Linked DNA regions of Mus musculus: region 2 is linked to region 1. Evidence: chromatin contacts called from public Micro-C data. All regions are on one chromosome and are shown on one strand. The core of a region is the stretch at or near the end of the contact, and the rest is flanking DNA. Distances in the headings are between cores, read along the strand shown. Region 1 overlaps Afap1l2 (actin filament associated protein 1-like 2). Region 2 overlaps Ablim1 (actin-binding LIM protein 1).

Region 1 (5,448 bases), core at 1,914-4,413:
TCATGCTGCAGTTTCTGTGTTGCTTCCTCCCTTCCTACGGAACCCTCTGTGGGGTCCTGGATGGGATGTCAGAGCCCAGAGTCAGAAGGCTCAGAACACAGCATTCTGTGTAAAGAAGGAAGTGACAGGGGGGTCAGGATTGAGGGAGATACAACTACTTCGTTCCAGAACCAGGACCCTGCCACCAGCATGCTCGGCCCGCCTCAGCTACCAACGTAGGCTTTGAAGGCTAATGTGCCAATGCTCCTACCTCACGCTACCCACCATCTATTCTCCACACCCAGCACCGATCAGAGCAAATAACCAAGTATTGTTTACTAGATAGGTCTCCAGTTAGGTGAGTCTCATGCACACAACCCTATGCACAAAGGGTGGCCCAGTAGGTGACTGGGAACTGCTGGTCTTGGGGACAGTCTGACTGTCTGTGATCATACCCCCTCACCTCCAACCCCATCCCCAGTCCAAGTGCTCACCACGGCTATCAGCTCTGATACCTCCACATCATCATACAGATCGTCCTGGCAATCCCGGCTGGGCAGGCCATCGATGTATGTGTTGGGCTCTGAGAACTTTCTCTGCATCAGTCTATAAGACATATGTGGGTGAAAAATGCATCCAGGTCCCCATAGAACCCCAGCCACTTCAAAGAATGCAGACTCAAAGCCCTGGGTTACATAGGCCTGAGATAAATGCCTGTCTCCTCCCAGCCATGGCCATCTCGTTTGTTCAGAACTCTTGGGTCTAGATTTCCCCTCCAGAGAAAACAAGCTTCCCTAAGCTAATCCCTCCTCAGAGTCCTCCAGTCATCTTCTAAGGGTTCTTCCCTTTCATTAGAGTACCAGCCACAAGATTCCAGAACATTTCACCCCCACGGTGCACCCGGGGCACCTCAGATAAGATGCATCCCCATTTTGTACATTAGGGAACAGGCCCCATTTCAGGGACCAAGCTGGCTCCTGACTGGCAGCACCTCTTTATCCAAGACACTCCTGCCCATCTATAAAGTGAAAGCACCTACCTTGCCCTGAATCTCCCAGAGTGCACTGGAGACCCAGTGAGGAATCCAGGGGAAGTCATGAAAGGTGCCTACTCAGTGCTTGGGAGCTAGAGAGCATCTAACGGTAACAGACCCTGGGGCTAAGCTCTGTTCTGGGTCTCCCGAGGATGGGCCATGTGGCTTCAGGGCCCCTGCTTTGCACTCCCCTACTGCAGGAACAAGAGGACTCGACTGACCCTGAGCTCCCAGTGGGCATGCTGCCCTACTACCCACCAGGTCTAGAAGCAAGGCTGGATTAAAAGACACACAAGGAAAGGCCTCTTCTTACTCACAAGAGAGAGGTTTTGGCCGCACTCACAATACAGGAAACCCTTTCAGCATCCACATAGTCGTAGGTGAGCTCTTCCGGGTCAGTCTTGGAGCCCGACTCTGAGAGCAGGAGGCCTAGCCAGTGGCCCATCTCCTCTGAAGACTTGGCCTAGGAGAAGGACATGCAGAGTCTCGAATAAGGAAGGCATGCTATCCTGGCCAATCCCTCCCTCTAGGCCAGGATAGCTCACTCCGGTCCCTGCCATCAAGTATGAGACCTGTTCAGGGCACCCTCAGTTTTACCAGCACATTGTGTCCCCGAGCGAACCTAAATAGCATTTTCTGGCAGTGGCACCTCCTTTTTGTCACCATAGTGACACCTCAGTGACACTCCAGACATCGGTGGGGAGCATCACATGAGACTGTAGACGTGAGTTTCTAGAAGCTAATAGTTACATTCTCAAGGTTTAAAAAAAAAAAAGATTATCAAGAGCTATCGATCAGGAGGTGCTAAAACTGTTGGTTACTGAATAACTGTATACATTGTAGGTAGACTCTTCCATAGACAGTAATTGTCCCTTTTATCATCTTAACCCATGCATGGGAGAGTGCTGAGACACTTCCATGTTCAGGTTTTATTTTATGACACCAATAAAGTTGAAGAATCTGAAAGACCTGATACAAGAGCAAGAAATCCTGATTTACTGAGTCCCAGCAAATCTGGTGTTTCCTTTTGGGGGGGAGGGGTGCATCCCAATCAACTGTAGGCACTGAACGTTTCTATTCAAATGTCAATATTATGTCTTGCCTTTGTGACAAGAAAATAGAATTGTATAAAAGCCATAGGCTTATTTTTATGAGCAAAACTAGCTACCTCTCTGGTCCCAGGCCGCTCAGTCCTACCATCCTTCTGGAGATACAGCTACAAACCAAACTCAACTTTCTGTTGGTGCCGCACTCGTCCTCAGTTTCTTATTGACTGGATTTGGAAATACCTAGGAGACACACCTCTGGGCAGGTTTGGTGTTTGGTTTGTTTGTTTTTTCAAGACAGAGTTCCTCTGTGTAGCCCTGGCTGTCCTGGAACTTACTCTGTAGACCAGGCTGGCCTCAAACTAATAGAGATCCTCCTGTCTCTACCTCCCAAGTGCCAGGATTAAAGGTGTACACCACCACTGCCCAGCCCCTGGGCATGTTCATGAGGATGTTTCCATATAGATTTATATGAAGAGAGGAAAAGCCCCTGGAACCATCCTGACAGACCCCGGGCCTGCGCTGAATGAGAAAGAGCACCAAGCTGAGGCCAGTATGCACCTGTTTTCTGACTGCAGATACAAGGTGTTACCATCATCCTCTGTCGGAGGATGGGCTGTAACTGTTACCATGCCTTCCTCTGTCGGATGATGGGCTGTGTGTATTTCTTAAAGCCAAGGGCCAAGCCAGTTTCTCCTCTGAGTTGTTTTCTGTCAGGCACTTATTCACAGCCACAGGAAAAAGAATACAGATTTCCTTTCTCCTTTGATTTCCAATTGGATTTCTCAGTACTGCTTTTTAGAGACCTCTTCCAGGCCACCGCTCCTACACTGGGCAAGTGCAGCAGCTTCCTGGTGGTCTAGGTCACCTTCACCGTGCCCTAGTCCTTCCCTGAAACTGTAACTAAACAACTAATTGTGTCACCAGATGTCATCACACTGCCAAAATAGAAAATAAGTTCTGTGAAGACAGACACAAGTTCTCTCCCTCATCCAAGGAGTTGGCTAATGCGAAATGAGTGGATGGACCTGTCTGTGTGAGGCCATTGTTGGTGTGGACGGTTTAGTCACTAGGGGGCAGCATTGGAGCGGACTTGGAAGGCCGGTGGCTAAAGTCCTAAGTGGACAGGAGTTAATGGGCAAGTGCTTGCTTGTGTGTAGGACCTCAGCCCCGCCTGTGGGGTTCCTAGCAAGCTTGTATTATGTCATCTCTTGTTTTTGTAACTTTAACAGTGCATGAAACCAAAAGGCAGGGAGAGGCCGAAATGTAATTGTATCGCAGAGCAAGTCCTGATCTCAGATAAATTCCAGCAGCCCTCATTTCTGTGAACCGGGCCTCTGGGTTCTTGTGGCTGGTAACATACACAGTAAATAGCACGCCTTTTGAGTTTCAGACTCTGCTCTGGCACCATGGGGGCTAAAAGTACTCCCGGAGTGCCCTGTACAGAAAGAAGCCTGTGGTCCCACCCCTGTGACAAAGCCACCCATCCTGAGGTCTGAACAAGAATGGACATTTTTTTTAAAAGCATAAACAGCTGTAGATAATGGAGATAAAAGCCACTGGTCCTCTCTTAGTGGGATCGTGGTCCTCAGTACTTCAGTTGACAGCCAAGAGACCGCCCGCCCTTGGCTGTCCGTCCTTCCTGCCTGCCCCACAGTCAGTGTACCTCAAGCTTGGCTAGCTCCTCGCCGTTGTGGAGAATACGGAAGGAATACAGGTGGTCGGGGCTAGGATCTGGAAGCACGTCACAGCCCACCAGGCTGAGGGGCTGCTGGGCCACCTTGCTCCGGTTCCGGTCCTGGTAGAAGTGCAGGTGGCTGTCTCTAACGAAGCACCAGCGTGACTTCCATTGACTGTTCACCAGCACATTCAGGTAGCCTGCAGAAGGACATGCAGACAGGAGGAGGAGGAGGTCACAGGAGACATGCATCCGCAGAGAACAACTCTTCTAACGGGACATTCTTCAGCAGGGATGTGGCTACAGGGGGACCTAGAAGACCACAGGGTCTAGGGGTGGCACTACCACTGGGTCTCTTTGGGTGTCACCCATTTCGGAACCTGTCATATGTCATCGCAGAGATGACATCTGTCAATCTCAGAGTATATTATTTTCTTCCTGGCACTCCAGGGCAGGGCAGTATAGCTATCCCAGTTCTTGGCAAAAGTATGGCTGGAGGAAAGTGGGCTTTGTCCTCTATTAGCCTGGGACTGGTGAGTATTTGTACAGCATACGGGTCCTCTACCAGACCTCACCTCCAGGCCTCTCGGTTCCAGCAGGCAACCCCCTACGTCTGGTCTCAAGTCAAATCTCCTGGCTCTAGAGTCAAACCTGCTGCCTCAAGTTTTCTTACTTCCCTGATACGTGGTCCAGACATTACCCACAACACCCAACCCTCCTCTTTCCTCCTGAGCAGGTGCGTCTATGTCTTCTCTAGCCCTGACTCAGTTTACCTGCTGTTAGAACATGTAGGGCCTACTGCAGCAAAGCTCTGCTTCAGTGCCAACCTCCTCTGCTGGACACATGCCTTTCCAGGACCTAGGACTGGAGCTTTTAGCCTTTTGACTGGGGACCCCATTTCCCCCCTGTAGCACCCAGAAGCTATAGCACCAGGGTATACCCAGGATACATCCTTTCTCATTCACGGATTGTTCAGCTTCTCCACGTTTATTGAACTGCTGCCATATACCAATGGAGCCTTGTCCCCAGGCAACAAAGATGAGCAAAACCTGGCCTCTAGGCTTCCTGCACACCTAGAGGAGATGCGTAATGGGCTGTCTCCTCTCTGAGCCTAACCTTCTCAAATACACAGGCTTATGAAGTAGAGCTGCTCAGTTCTAAGTGATTGGCAGCATCTCTGAGTCCTCGACAGCTAAGCAGGCAGTGAAGCAGATTAGACAGCCCCATACAGAGCTGGTCTCCTGATAGACAGTGGGGCTCACATACATTTCTACACCACATTGAAAAGACATCAAAGCTGAGGATCCAGAGAGCAGAAGCTAAAGTCCAAACAGATGCTCCTGTGCCTATCACAGCCCCAGAGACGTTTAGATCAGGTGAAGTGAGAGCTAAGTCCCTGGGTGTCTGTTCTCACTGTCACAGCCTCCGGGAAGGAGGCTATGCATGAAGATAAAACAGTTCCATGAGCAATCCAGTCACATCCCAGTGTGCACTAGGACCAGTCTCCCAGGCTGTACACTCTGCTTCCTGAGGCGGCAGTGACAGGCAGAAGTAGGCCACACCCTAGCCTGGGAAGCAGAAGGCTCCAAAGAAAAGCCTTGTCTTCTACCCTGCCTTCCTCAAGCAACAGGAGAACCAGGGGCTCAGGAGAGAGCCCGGGAGTGGGGTCGAGAAAAAGGCCCAGAGGTGAGCAAGGTGGAGGTGGGGGTGGC
Region 2 (5,411 bases), core at 2,846-5,345, 150 kb after region 1:
ATGGTCCTCAGGAGCTATAGCCTATCGCTAGGGCTCAAAGCTTTGATGGGTAAGGATGGCCTTCCTAGAGAGAAGAAGCTAGGCATGACCTTGCCAATGGTTAGCTTGATCCATCCACTCATATACTTTCCAAATATGCCAATAATTATATCAAATTTTAAGTTTACTTTAAAGTATTATGTGTGTGTCTCTGTGTATACATGCATGCGTGTATGTGTGTGTGTGTGTGACTTGTGTCTATACATGTGTGCATGAATGTTGTGTATGACTTGTGTGTATACATACATGTATGTGTTTGAGTATCTGAGTGTATACATGCATGCATGCGCATGACTTGTGTGTACACATGCATGTGTGTGAGTGTCTGAGTATATACATGCATGTGTGTGACTTGTGTGTATATACATGCGTGCATATGTGAGTGTGTGTACATGCATGAATGTGTGTATGACTTGTGTGTATACATGTGTGCATGTGTGTGTACATGCATGCATGTGAGTATGTAAGTGTATACACCCATGCAAGTGCGTATGAGTAGGCCAGAGGTCAATGTCAAGCGTCTCTTTCAATTAATTTATTTTTTTGAGACCGTTCTTGATAGACCTGCAGCTCACTAGGTCACACTTGCTGGACAGCAGACCCCAGGAATCCTTCTGTTTCCACCACCCAGCACCAACATGGCAGGAACATGCTGCCAAACTGGGAACTGTGTTCTGGGAATTGACCTTAGTCTTCAGGTTTTGTGACAAGCACTTCACCGGCTGAGCTACCTCCCCATCCCTTCCGTGTCTTTAAAATAACTCATGGTTCTACAAAATAAGTGTCATAACTGATAGAAGTAGTAATAGAATAGCTTGTAGTGTTTATTTGGTGACAAGATACATGCATTCAAAGGAAGTTTATTAATGTATCTAATTTCTGTCCCAAAGGGGCATCCTCTATGAACAAAGAAAGCCACAGGCCACGACTACGCTGGCACATACCAGTGGACTGTGAGAAGAGGTGGGATGTTAGCATTTTTGTTGGATGTCAGATATTGGTCTAATCTAATGATCTCATTCCTTATAGACAAACTGGCACATTTACTTTCCAAGTCCTGAGTTAGTAGGTAGGTGGCGCAGTCAGATTTTAAGTGACCTAAACTTCATTTCCAAGCCAAATTTCTGCTTGATATTTTGCTACTCCAGAGGAAGGTACTGGAAGAATACAAAACAATAACACACAACAATAATAATAGACACACACACACACCACCCAAGAAAGTACACACAGCACACATGCACCTTTAAAACCACGAAAAGCCAACATTTCCCTTTTGCATATATGTCTTGAACTTTAAAAAAGACACCTGAGCAATGACTCGAAGGCCAGTCTTTATGTACTTTGTTCAGAAAGTTACCCTGACCTCTGAAATTCTGAAATCCAGTGGTAGCTAACAGCCCAGGACAATTAACCGTCTGTAGATGCAGTGCAGCAAGCAAACCACCAGATGGCACTATGGGAAAAATGCAAGTCCCTTGCCAGACTGGGGACCTTAATGCAGGCTGTGTTCTAGAATAAAACCCAGATTGGGAATCAGCAAGAAGAGGAATAATTATAAATACACAAAATTGCTATAAAACAATAAATACTAGTGTGCATAACTGGGAACAAATCAAAGCCAGCATCACATTTTCATGCCTTTTGAGGGAGCGGTGTTGAGACAGGATTTTCCAAGCTCCTGCTGTATCCCAAAGTCTAGCATGACATATGTGCCTCAAGTGTTTGGTTCGTCTTATGCAAGTCTAGGCACCGTGGGATGCTACAGTCTACAATCTTCTCTGGCCTTGGCTGGAGGGCCCAGTTAAGTCCACTACTTGATAATATTTCTCTGAATGGAGTCCAATCAGGTTACAGATGACTCCAACTTAAATAATGAATAAGACAGAAAGGGCGTGCAGTGAGAAAGCATGGTCTGTCAGTCTCCAGGGTCAAGCTGTAATAACAATGAAAATAAATAAAGGGGCTGGGTGTATGGCACACACCTCTAATCCCAGCAGGCATATCCCCATGAGTTCGAGGCCAGCCTGGTCTACAAAGCCAGTTATAGGACAACAAAAGCACACAGAGAAACCTCGCCTTGAAAACCCAACCAACCAACCAAACAAACAAAATGGTAAGTGAGAAAATTAGAATAAATTGAAGGAGCTGAGGGAAACAGCGTATGGTCAGGGTGCGAGGTGGCAGTAGGTAACCTCTAACCCTAGGAGCTAGCACAGGGGAGAGAGCCCTCTAGGCTGAGAAACTCTGGCCCAGCAGAGGGTCAGGCCTGCACACTGAGCTGTAGTGAGCCGTAGACAGGGCCACAGCAGGGGCCACAGCCACACTGAGCATGTGCAAGTTTGCCCCTCCTCACTGAGCATGTGCAAGTTTGCCCCTCCTCACTGAGCATGTGCAAGTCTGCCCCTCCTCGTTGCTCTTCAGTTTCTTGAATCCATATAAGCATCTCCAAGGAGCTGATTGTCATTACCCTATTTTCCCGATGAAGGGACTGGGATCACGGTGACTGTCACATGACAATCGAAACCAGCATGTGCTAACACCTTCGGTTGAAACCCAGTAATCCATTCAAGGAACCCCAGCTATCTGCTCAGCCATACCGCCTTCCCCTCCATTCATCCTCCATTAACATGTCAGAAACTGAAGCTGCTTAAATTTAAGGGTGAGGTCTTACATCTCATGATCCCTAGAAATGTACTTCCAAGTTATCTGAAGTCCAAGATACCCTATGTATGACCTCCTTCCCTTAACAACCTGCCCCCAACACACACACACACACGCACGCACGCACGCACGCACGCACGCACACGCATGCAACCTCAGGCCCAAACGGCTAATTTCTTACCTCTCTGTACCCTCGTTTAGGAGGTCATGGGATAGGTTCTGAGTCCCTCACATCACCAGGTACAGAGCCCTTCAGAGTGTCGGCAAAGTCTGACATAGCTTAGTCCCAAACAGTGGTTCTTATTAGAGGTGAGTGAAACGGGACACTGGATGGCCATATTGTTTGCAATCCCTGGGAATCCATTACCTCTCCAAGGCTCTGTCTCTCCTGCTTGTCCTCATAGCCTGATGTGTAGAAAGGCTCATAGGTAATGAGATCTGGACGCTCGATGTCATAGATCGCCTTGACCTTGGGGATGGCTGCTAAATCCTTGTAATCCAGGATTTCATTGTCTACTTTTGCCTGGCAGAGTTAAACAGCGAGAAAAGTTAATCCTCTATTTCAGTTTGTCGAGAAATTATCCTCAGTGCCATTTACGGCCTTGCTTAAAATGGGATTCTTAAACCAAGCCAAACGCCTTGCTGCGTGATGTCACATCCTTTAGGAAGGATCAATGCCCCTATTAATCAACGCGTCTATTAATCACGCTTAAAAATAAAATATCATCAATGGCTTAGAATGGGCGTGTATAGAATTTAGTGAATAAAGAAATATTTCAACCTTCAGAATAGTTTCTCAACACAGAGAAAAAACTCAAAGAGATGGTCAATAAATCTTTTCAGATAGCTAAATATAAGTACTGTATATTGAATAAACTAAATATGTAAATATCTTTGTGGCAGAATTTAATAACATCAGCAGCAGCATTATAAAATGGGCAGTTAATCCCCCAAATATCTGCACACATGTTAGGTGCAACAAGCTTTTAAGCTCTATCTATACCATGTGACTGCACCTTTGGGATCTTCTAACAGGATCCCAGGGGATCAGCTTCCTTTCTTGGCTTCTCCATCCGATGGTTCTAATCCCAGACCCACCTGCTCCCCCAAGTGTCCCTTCTGGAAGTGATACTTACATAGATAGTATGGCCTGGTGAACCAGGGATGCTGGAGCCTGGTCTAGAATAGATACTTTCAGAGGAGGTCCTGGTGGGCTGCAAAATAAACAGCGAGTGGCCTGTCAGACTTCTGAACAGCCCAGGCACCCAAGCCTCATGGAAAACTCAACCAGCTAAGAAAGGAGAGACCCGTGAGCATGGCGTAGGACAGGAGGTATACCCTTGAAGGAAAGGGCCTGAAATGTCCAGGTGGCTTTCATGGCCCTTTCACTTCCTTGTCGCTTACAGAACCTTGGGCTTGAAACTAGAGCATATCTTGAAGCTGTGCGTTTCAGTCCAGCTCCATGTCAGCCCAGTGTCCCAGCTCCAGTCACCAGCTCTAGTCTTCAGAACCACAGCAGAGCACACCCTGGGCTTTCCTTGCCTCTCACGGGCTTCCTGCTCACCTCTGCCCTCCTTCTGTCCTCTTGGCACCATGGGGATTATTTCAAGAGAGAAACCTTTGTGGAACCTGGTTCCTTGTCACAGTGCTGATTTTGCCTCGGTGGCCAATTTAGTGTGAAATCACAGCTGCTGGGGCCTCAGTATCAGGTCCCAGTCTCCTTCTTCCTTGTCATTTATCACCTGCCCTCTCAAGAGCAGGCCTTGTGTCCCTGCCTCCAGCCTTTTATCCTGGCTGATTCACAGCCTGACTCGCTCTTTCCACCAACTTTCCTTGGTTGGTTCCTTTTCTTCCTCCAACCTTGAACTCACCCCCTCAGAGGCCTCCCACTTCTTCCTCAGCCCACAGACCATTCCCCTTGCTGTTGTCTCTCATCGTCAACCCTAATTTTTCCTTCGTGAATTAACTCCTAATGAGAAGTTGGTTGATTTCCTCACATTGCCCTGGATCCCCCTTTATTAGAGAAACAGTGCGCAGAGATATAAATACTTGGAAGAAGAAACAAGCTATCCTTTAATGGTAAGTGTATACTCAGGTTTATTACATGGGTTGAGTGTAATCAGAGTCCCTGTGGTGGGTGTATGTGTGTGTGTGTGTGGCGGGGGTGATGAGCCTCTGGAAAGATGGAAGAGGCTGGGTATGGGGCAGGAAGAGGAGGTACAAAGCAGGATCAATGGCTTTTTATCTCTGGTTGGCATGTTCTGGAACATTCTATAAAGAAAGCAAAGCCCTCATGAAAGTCTTCCTCTTGTCTATGTACTACTTCCTGGGGAGTAACACCTATAAAGCTAAACTAGGAACAGGCCCCTTTCCTCTCTGATACAGTCGACTTCAGTTCAGTGCCTCGAATAGGACAGAAAGAGCCCACAAGAACTTGGACTCAGGGCACTGAGTAGCTCATGTCTGAAGCAGGGACCACAAAGACAACCGGGCCAGCTCAGGGCAGCAGTGGTTGGACTCACTATGAAAGGCAGGGCCTGCCAGAGGCTGTAAGCTGCTAGTCTCTGGTTGTCTGGGACTTCTGAAATAGCTGAGTAGAGGTGGCAGGAGAAATCACAGCACAGCCAGGAGGAGGTATGTCTGACTGGACAAGCTGAGTTTTCTCCCCAACACCTGGTATGAACCCGTGCATTCCTCTAATTGTGACT

What was found. Hi-C and Micro-C count contacts between places; a contact is called where the count stands out from the background.
Region 2: a Micro-C map of trophoblast stem cells shows a contact between it and region 1, with 4 times the contacts expected there. The contact joins two enhancer-like sites. A contact is called at or near these places in 1 of 15 datasets of contacts at CTCF or cohesin (the NIH/3T3 cell line), 5 of 484 Hi-C or Micro-C datasets (the 3T3-L1 cell line, the F1.1 cell line, embryonic stem cells and 2 more) and 2 of 9 other capture datasets (embryonic stem cells and pancreatic islet).

What each region holds. Positions count from the first base shown.
Region 1 is chr19:56,916,653-56,922,100 of GRCm38.p6, forward strand. It overlaps Afap1l2 (actin filament associated protein 1-like 2), which reads right to left. Exons shown (of 19, transcript NM_001177797.1): 11 at 3,725-3,936; 12 at 1,330-1,475; 13 at 474-585. Among named protein-coding and RNA genes, the nearest start is that of Vwa2, 45 kb to the left of the region's middle. Within about 2 kb of position 3,164, at least 19 of the 459 cell types and tissues checked have an H3K27ac peak or open chromatin away from gene starts, as enhancers often do. A contact at or near this core is called in trophoblast stem cells, where this site is marked.
Region 2 is chr19:57,065,021-57,070,431 of GRCm38.p6, forward strand. It overlaps Ablim1 (actin-binding LIM protein 1), which reads right to left. Exons shown (of 26, transcript NM_178688.4): 11 at 3,840-3,917; 12 at 3,071-3,226. Among named protein-coding and RNA genes, the nearest start is that of Afap1l2, 59 kb to the left of the region's middle. Within about 2 kb of position 4,096, at least 11 of the 459 cell types and tissues checked have an H3K27ac peak or open chromatin away from gene starts, as enhancers often do. A contact at or near this core is called in trophoblast stem cells, where this site is marked.